Regions from separate parts of the Mus musculus genome. Here region 1 is linked to region 2. The links are chromatin contacts, called in public Micro-C maps. All regions are on one chromosome and are shown on one strand. The core of a region is the stretch at or near the end of the contact, and the rest is flanking DNA. Distances in the headings are between cores, read along the strand shown.

Evidence for each region. A called contact is a pair of places that touch in the nucleus more often than the background predicts.
Region 1: a Micro-C map of embryonic stem cells shows a contact between it and region 2, with 1.9 times the contacts expected there. The contact joins the promoter of B4galt5 here to the promoter of Kcnb1 in region 2. A contact is called at or near these places in 1 of 39 promoter capture datasets (embryonic stem cells), 2 of 484 Hi-C or Micro-C datasets (both in embryonic stem cells) and 2 of 9 other capture datasets (adipose tissue and pancreatic islet).

Annotation. Positions count from the first base shown.
Region 1 is chr2:167,347,319-167,351,010 of GRCm38.p6, forward strand. B4galt5 (UDP-Gal:betaGlcNAc beta 1,4-galactosyltransferase, polypeptide 5) reads right to left here and starts at 1,860. Exons shown (of 9, transcript NM_019835.2): 1 at 1,600-1,860. The coding sequence starts at 1,714.
Region 2 is chr2:167,187,410-167,191,496 of GRCm38.p6, forward strand. It overlaps Kcnb1 (potassium voltage gated channel, Shab-related subfamily, member 1), which reads right to left and starts at 1,409. Exons shown (of 2, transcript NM_008420.4): 1 at 648-1,409. The coding sequence starts at 1,214. 1110018N20Rik (a long non-coding RNA gene) reads left to right here and starts at 3,216. Exons shown (of 4, transcript XR_001783560.2): 1 at 3,216-4,006.

The DNA.
Region 1 (3,692 bases), core at 610-3,109, 160 kb after region 2:
GATCTGTTCTCTCAAACACTTCTAAAGTCACTAATGAAATCTCAAGAGAGTTGAGTCTTGCAGTGACACAGGGTTTGGGATTCTAAGCTTGGTGGTGGCGGTGGTGGCGTACACAGGAGCTTCACTGACCTACCACAGAGAAATCTGAAGTAAGTTTCATTTCTGTTGAAGAGTCTGGCTTCTATTCTTTCTCATCGAAAAAGGCTGATCACCATGGAGATACAGGAGATACACAGACCCAGACCAGAAACACCTGTCACTTTCACAAAAGGAAGAAAAATAGAGGGTCTGGCTGGAAGATGCCTGCAGGTTTAAACCTATCACTTCACTCTCATTTTGTGAGAATCTAATATCCTATTCGCTAATGAGCTCTCTTCTCAATTAATTTCACTAATTAGTTATCTATTCTTGTTCAGCCAGAATTCCTGCCCTTCTACTTAGCAAGCCTAACAAGCCACAATAATTATACATCCCTGGTGGAATGCCACTCACCAAATCAGTGAGGACAGTCTCAAGTTAGCTTTTCCATCTTCCCAGGTCAGGCTGACAGCATGAAACACCAACTTTAAACATCAAGTGAAACAAGCTTTAAAAAAAAAAATAATCAGGGGAGAGACTCTCTCCCTCTCTCCCTCTTTCTCTGGAAATTTCTCTGCCAGTTCAGAGTTGCCAGGTCAACAGGGAACACCAGCATTTACTACTCCGATCTCAAAGGCACTTCCCCTAAGCGGCACCCATCCCAACCATCCAGAATTCTCGCCCTCGGCCCCACCCCCAACAGCATCTTCTCATTTTTCACCAAGGGCTGAAGTTTTCACTAGCACTCCAAGACCACACTAAGGGAGGCAAGTCGCATTCCTTAAAACTCTTTCCTTCTGTCCCCCAAACTACCTGTAACAGCGAATATTTATTTATTATGTATGTATTTATTTCGAAGACGTTGGGCGTCCGCTATAGGGAGAAAAGCTTAAAGGGCATTTATGGCCCTCTGTCCTTTAAAGGCTGGGATTCGTGTCCCCATTTTACAGAGAAGAGAAGCTGAGGGCCCAAGGTCATACAGGACATCTGACCTCAGTGTCCTCTGCCTTTAACCCTCTCGCTGCCTTTGCCTTCTCATCAGCGTCCAGTCTGTTCCGGGAAGGGCTCGTTTTCTCTCCAGGCGGTCTCCCCCTCTAAAGGGCGGACCTTGGAGAACTGCTACCCATTCCGTTTCTTCTCTGGGCGACCCCCCCCTCCCTTCCACCTGGCACCGCTTCTTCAAGGCCCCTGTCACAGCACCTCCTCCATGGCCAATTCAAACTTCCCATCGGTCCCCAGAGCAGGTCGGGTCCGCTATGAGCGGCGGGCGAGCGGCGGGCTCCAGGGAGGAGGGGGGGGAGGGGAAAGGGGCGCGCAGCCCGCAGCCCCGCCGGGTCTGGGCAGCCAACGCGCGGCCGCGGAGGGCGCGGGCGGCTGCGTCAGGGAGGAGGCCGCGTGTGCGGGCGGGCTGCGGGGTGGCGCGGCAGGAAACGGCGAGTCACGGAGCGCGGGGTCGGCCGGGGCGGCGGCGCGGGCCGCAGCGGGAAGAGGCGTGGGGTGGCCGCAGGGTCGCCTTCCTACCTATGCCGGGCGCCACATAGACGAAGTAGAGCAGCGAGGACGACAGCGAGAAGAAGAAGAGCGCGGCGAGCAGCGAGCGGCGCGGCAGCCGCAGCAGCCCCCGGCGGGCGCGCATGCTGAGCCGGCGGCCGCTCGAGGGCCAACCCGGGCCCCGCTCCCGCCGCTCCGGTCCGCCGCCTGGGCCTCGGCCGCCGCCTTCCGGGCTTCGCGCGCCGCCGCCTCGCCGCTTTCAGCCGCCGGCCGCCGCGGGCCGGGCCACATGAGGCGGGAGGGGGCCGACGACCAGAGGAGCTCAGCGGCGGGGGCGAGGCGGGCGGGGCGGGGCCTGTTAGGAGGGCGGGGTGAGGGGCGGGGTCTGATGCTGAGGGCGGGGCGAGGGCAAGGGCCGCAGTCTGAGGAGCAGATGGAGGTACCAGACCTGAGGCAGGCCTGATGGGGACCGAGTAAGGGCGGGGCCTAAACTGGGGGCCGGACGAGGGCGGGGCCTGATGTTAAGGGTGCCTCCGCGAGCCTGAGAACACCGGCGGGGACCGGGCTTGAAGTCTGATGGGGAGGGGGATAAGGGCGGGGCCGGGAGCATAACAAGCATTTTGCGGGAGCCTGAGCCTGAGGCCTGACGGGGAGGAGAGAAGGGCGTGGCCTGAGGCAAGGGGGCGGGAATGGGCAGGGCCTACAGTCCGGGGAGCGCATCTGTGGGGCGGGGCCTGGATGTGGGGGCGGGGCGGGGCGGGGCGGGGTTCACGCGCGAGCACTCTAGCCGCAAGATCCTCGAGCGGCCGCCGCCCATGCTGGCAGGAAGCGGCTCGCTAGTACGACTTGGTTCCCGTGCGAGCTCCCCACGCGGGGATCGAGGGGTGGTGGACAATGTGTGAATAGCCAGGTAGCCCGCCGCTGCAGCAGAGCAAGGATGCAGAGGCCGGGGCATTCGTGTTCGCCCTCACTCATCCATTCATTCCAGACACCATTTATGATAAAGTGGCAGTTACGGGTCCTGGGGCCGGGGATGCTCCACGGAGCAAAGATTCCTCTGGGAACCTGTATTAATGCGAATAAGAAAAAAATCAATATAACAGATGATGATGATAAGAGATATGAAAACAATTAGACATGAAGATGTTTCGGATGCATTCTACTCTAGTCTGAGATTGAGGGGGAAGCCTCTCCTTCCTGGGTGGCATGAACACAAAAGAATGTGAAAGTGCCAGGTGGAGAAAGAGTGGTCCCACTAAGGGGAACTACAAATGCAAAAGCCGGAAGGAAGGAAGAAGGGGCTTGATCCGCCTTCAATGAATCCAAGGATAAAATCCCAGGAAAGAAGAAGAGATCCAAACAAGGTCACATCCTACAGGACAGAACAGTGGTGACAACTGTCAATGTTAAGACACCGAGAAACAGGGCTTCTTAGCCAGTAACAGCCTCTCTCTAAGTCCTGAGATCGTGGCTCCCCTACCCCCACTTTGGCCCCATTGCACCGATGAGAAAACTGAAGCTTCTGGAAAGAGAAGCAAGTCGTCTAAGTTGTGAAGTAAGGGCTCAAATCAAAAGTGGCCTGCCACCGGGGCTTGACCACTAACCCCATTTCTCATTCTGCACTGTCATGTGCACTTCCAAGCCTCGACTTTCCCATCACCTCCAAAGCCATGTTTTGGTATGTGTTCCTTTTGGTTTCTCAAACCAGTGCTCTACAAGGACAGAGATTCTGTTTCATGTTTTGCTATGTATGTGCTCAGAGCTCAGTGCCCAGTACCTAAAAGATCAACAGAGGGGATGCAGAGCACCCACTAACACCAGAGGAAACAGAGATGGCTGGCTAGTCCTAAAGTCCCAGAGCAGGCTCCACAGGAAAGGAAGTGAGCAGCTCGGGGCAGGATTCCTCAGAGGGAAGGCATCCAACGGAATTCAAGAGGGAACCAGTCAGGTGACACATTCGGCTGACTTCCACGCTTGCACACAAACGTATACAAGATAAGTAAAATAAATATTATTTTTAAAATGTTAAAATAAAAAGAGCATAGAAAGGTGGGTTGAGAAGGTGATGAGATGGGTCTTTTCAGGATGAAACATCTGATCCTGGTAAGGAAAGGGACATGGCC
Region 2 (4,087 bases), core at 159-2,658:
TGGTCCCCAAGGCTGGCTGCCTCCTGTGCCCAGCAGCCCACCCTGTGTGAACAAGTTCACCCTGCCTCTTTCCCCAGGCCTATTTTCTGCTCTGATTTGGAAATTTACATCTTCCTCCAACAGCCAAGTGCAAACTGCACCACACAGCAAGTACATAAACAAGGAGCCAGCCTGGTCCTCTCACCCGCTGTCCCGAGCCTTGGGGCAGACCTGTCCTTACCACTAGCCTTCCCTGTCTTTTGTCATCTCTTAAAATACCTGTGGGTGCCTCAGCCTCTGCCAGGCGTGTCGGTAGGCTGTGTTTATACCCTTCCTTATGAGCAGAGTGGGGTTATAATTCAGGGCTAGATGTTACATCTGCAGGGCAGGCTATTCTAGTATGTATCCAGGCCTGGAGGCACCAAGACTATCCAGCAAAGCTCGACTCTGTTCTCACCAAGGCCGTAGCATTTTAGAGTTTTATAAACCATTTCCCCCCAACAAAGTAGGGGTACACCGTACTGAATCACATGGGAAGGGTGCCTCTTAAGAGTAGTAGTCCTTGGAGAACTCGCTTGGAGCCCCTGCCTTTTAACCGGTATACTCATCGTGAGGAGCCAGGAGCCTCTGTGTAGGCCTCCATGGGGGGAAACAGACTCCAGACTCACCTTGGCGGCCACCGATGAGTTGGGCTTCTCCAGCAGGTCCCAAAGTTTCTTCCTCTTCTCAGCACAGCACGTGTTGTCGAACTCCTCGCCCTCCCGCTCCCGCAGCGTCTCAGCCTCCCGCTTCAGCTCCTCGTTCATCTGCTCCTTCTTTTGGTGGTAGCGGGCCTGGCAGCAGGACTCCAGGTAGATCTCATCGATGCCCCAGTAGTCCAGCTCCTGGCTGAAGCTCAGCGCGCACATCTCCTCCATCATGTGCAGCCGGCCGGTGCGGTAGAAATTGAGAATAGAGGTGAAGGCGCCAGGGTGGCGGTCGAAGAAGTACTCGTTGTCCTCGAGGCTGTAGTCGTCGCACACCTGGAGCAGAGAGTCGTGCGTGTTGCAGTCCCGGAGCTTGCCCAGCCGCGTGCGAGGCAGGCGGTCCAGAGTGCGCCACAGCACCTCGTGCGCCAGGCCCCCGACGTTGAGGCGCACCCGGCGCGAGCACGCCTTGCTGCGCACGATCTCCATGGGCTCGGGCGGCAGCGAGCTGGTGGAGCGCGAGCCATGCTTCGTCATGCCCGCCGGCATCGCTGGTCTGGCCGCCCCCGCCCCCCCTGCCCCCCCAGGCCGCTGTCACTCGACGGCAAGGCCCGCTGCCGCGGGGGCGGGGGGCGGGGAGCTCTGCAGGCCGCTGTGGTGCAGGGGTGCGCGAGGGCGGGCGTCGCGGCTACCGTCTCACCTCCATCCCGACGGCTGCGAGGCAGAAAGCGAAAGCGGACACGGGTCAGCGAACCGTACTGTGAGGCCCCTCCCCCAGGGTCCCCTACCGGCCTTGACCTTCCCAAGGCTTAAGCGGCTCAGGGGAGTTGGGGGGCGGGGGGGGGGGAAGGGAGGACGGATGGCTGCTGTTCCTCCCGCCGGTGCTGAAGTCAGCCCCACCCCAGGACGAAGGGAGGGGTGGCCCTCCAGGCGGGAGAGGCCCCCAGGAGGCTCCCAGGAAGCCCCACCCCCGCCCTGGCGCAATCCGGCCGCCCGGGGCGCTGTCCGTCCCGTCGAGTGCTGAAACTCCCTGCTCTCGGGCTGGAGAGCCCAACCTGGCCCCCGCAATTGGGAGGCAAGGGAGAGGCAGGGAGAACTTTCTTTCTCTCTTTAGTGAGTTCTCATCTCCTCCCACCCCAAGATAGTCAAGATTTTGGGTGGGAGCATAACGATGGCATTGGGCTTGCTTTTTCTAAATCTTAGAAGATTTTGGGCCGAGTGAGGACTGTGGAGGCTACCAGATGCCCACCTGTCGGAGGCCACCAGGCTGCCCTGTCCTGGGGCGACCCCACTCCTCACAACACCAGGACCCGAGACCGCTCCGGAGACCAGGTGAGGGTCGAAGGAGCCAAGCCAGCGGGGTCTGCACCTCCTTGTGCGCCCCCTCCCCACTCTAGCGCAGGAGGGGCGCGGAGTCCTCGGGATCCGCCTGCTCGGTGCTCCCCTCCTGCCCCTCCTCCTCTCTTTCTCCTCCTCCCCCTCCTCCCGCTCCTCCTCCTCGCTCCTCCCGGCGATGGCTTTTTATAACTCCGGGTTCTGCGCCTTTGCCCGGGCTCGGAAGAGAAGGGGTGGGGGAGGTGGGAGGCGGGGAAACCAGCGGAATCTTCTGGCCTTTCGGAGCGTGCCCTCCTCCCGCCACGCACCGGTGATTTCGGGGGGTTCCCGGGCCCTACAGCCCGCGGGGCACACGCCCCGCCCCCAGCCCCGGGGTGGGCCCGCGCCACCCCCCTACCCCGCCACACTCACCCCCAGGGTGGCCGCCTCCCGGGGCCGCGCCGCGCGCATCTCGCCGGCCGCCCGCCCGCGCCCCCGCCCGCGGCAGCGGCGGTCCCGGGGCCGGGCTAGGCCTACCCGGGCCGGCCGGGCGGGCGGGAGGGCGGCGCCGGGGCTGCGGGGCGCGGGCGGGGCGCTCTGCGGGGCGCAGGGACGGCGCGGCCCGGGCGATCGGCGGCGCCTCCGCCTCCACCTCGGGCTCCGGCTCGGCTCGGCGGCGGCCGCGGCTGCCTGCGCGAGATCAACAAGTCGGGCTGAGCTTCGGCTCCGCGCTCGCCGCGATTCTGTCCCGCACTTCGGAGCGCGGCGAGTGGCACCGAGGCGGGACGGCGCCACCTGCGGGTCGGAAACGCGCGCGGCTTAACCCCTCCGTGCCCGGCCCGGCCCTGGCTCAGGCCGCGGGGCCCACCCGGGCTGCTTGACTGCGTCCTGGCCACCACGAGGCTGAGCGCCTACTGCATGCATGCGCTGCACGTAGGACGGGCGTGGGAGATACAGTTGCGAAGCCAACTAGCCTCTGGGTCGCCGGGCTCCCTGGAGAGCGACTGTAAACAGAATTGGAAGACTATGTCAGACAGGCTAGAAGCTGGGAGGATGGGAAAGCTGGAGAAGGCAGGTGGCAATTTTAAATAGCCCTTGCTTTGATTCCATTCCAGATTCTACAAAATCAAATTCTAGATTCTGGAGGAAGGTGGATATTACACCAATTAACAAACCAACAGGCAAAAGAGGTGGGCAGCTGGGTGGTAGCTGTTGAGGAGAAACATAAGGCCAGGTGAAGGGCCAGGGAAGACTCAGAGTTTGCCGGGCCTTGTTAGTCACTCACCCATGGGTGCTAACTTGGACAGCTGCTTCTAGACTGCCGAGGGTCGAGGCTCAACCGAGAGATCCACTGGCCCTGCCTCACCCTGTGCGGTGGGGCCGGCAGGTTCCGGAGTGACTGTAGGCAGGGTTGCATGCAGAAGGGGTCAGGTATCCCTCTGTCAGCCACACTTGGGCTCGGCTGGTTTGTTCTCTGACACACGTATCTGTTGTGCGGTGTTAAGGAGTTAGAGATGCAGCAGAGAACCTTGTCCTGGAGGGGGGGGGAACTTAGTGGGACATGGTGCCCCAAGGTAAGGCTTTCCCATCTCCACCTGGGTTCCTTTGCACTGCATCACGCAAAACTGTTTGTAAGAACCATTCACTCTGGTCAGTTCCCTTCCCAGCTTCTCTCCCTGTGACCTCTGCTCCCAGCTCCCCCATCCCTCCTCTATCTACAGTGCCAAGGCTGTCAGAATGAATGTTCCATTTCCCAAACTGAATGCGGTTGTCAGTGGAGTAAAGCCTCCACGGGTTTTCCCTTGCTCTGGCCTGATAGTTCTGGCTCAGCCCCTCCCTCCTCTTCTCAGTTTGCCCAACACTGAAGAAAAACAAGCATTTTTTTTGTTTGTTCGTTTTAAAGGAGAAAGCTTCGGTCAATCATGAGTACTACTGGGGAGTCATGGGAGCAGGGGAGGCCATGCTGAGAGCGTAACCCAGGAGCTCAGCAGGGCCTCTCAGAAGTGAGGACAGACTCTACCACCATGGTAAGAAGGGAGTGATAGATGTGGGGAGGTAAGAGGAGTTCCACATGGAGTTGTGTCTAGGCTAGAGGCCAAGGGCAAATG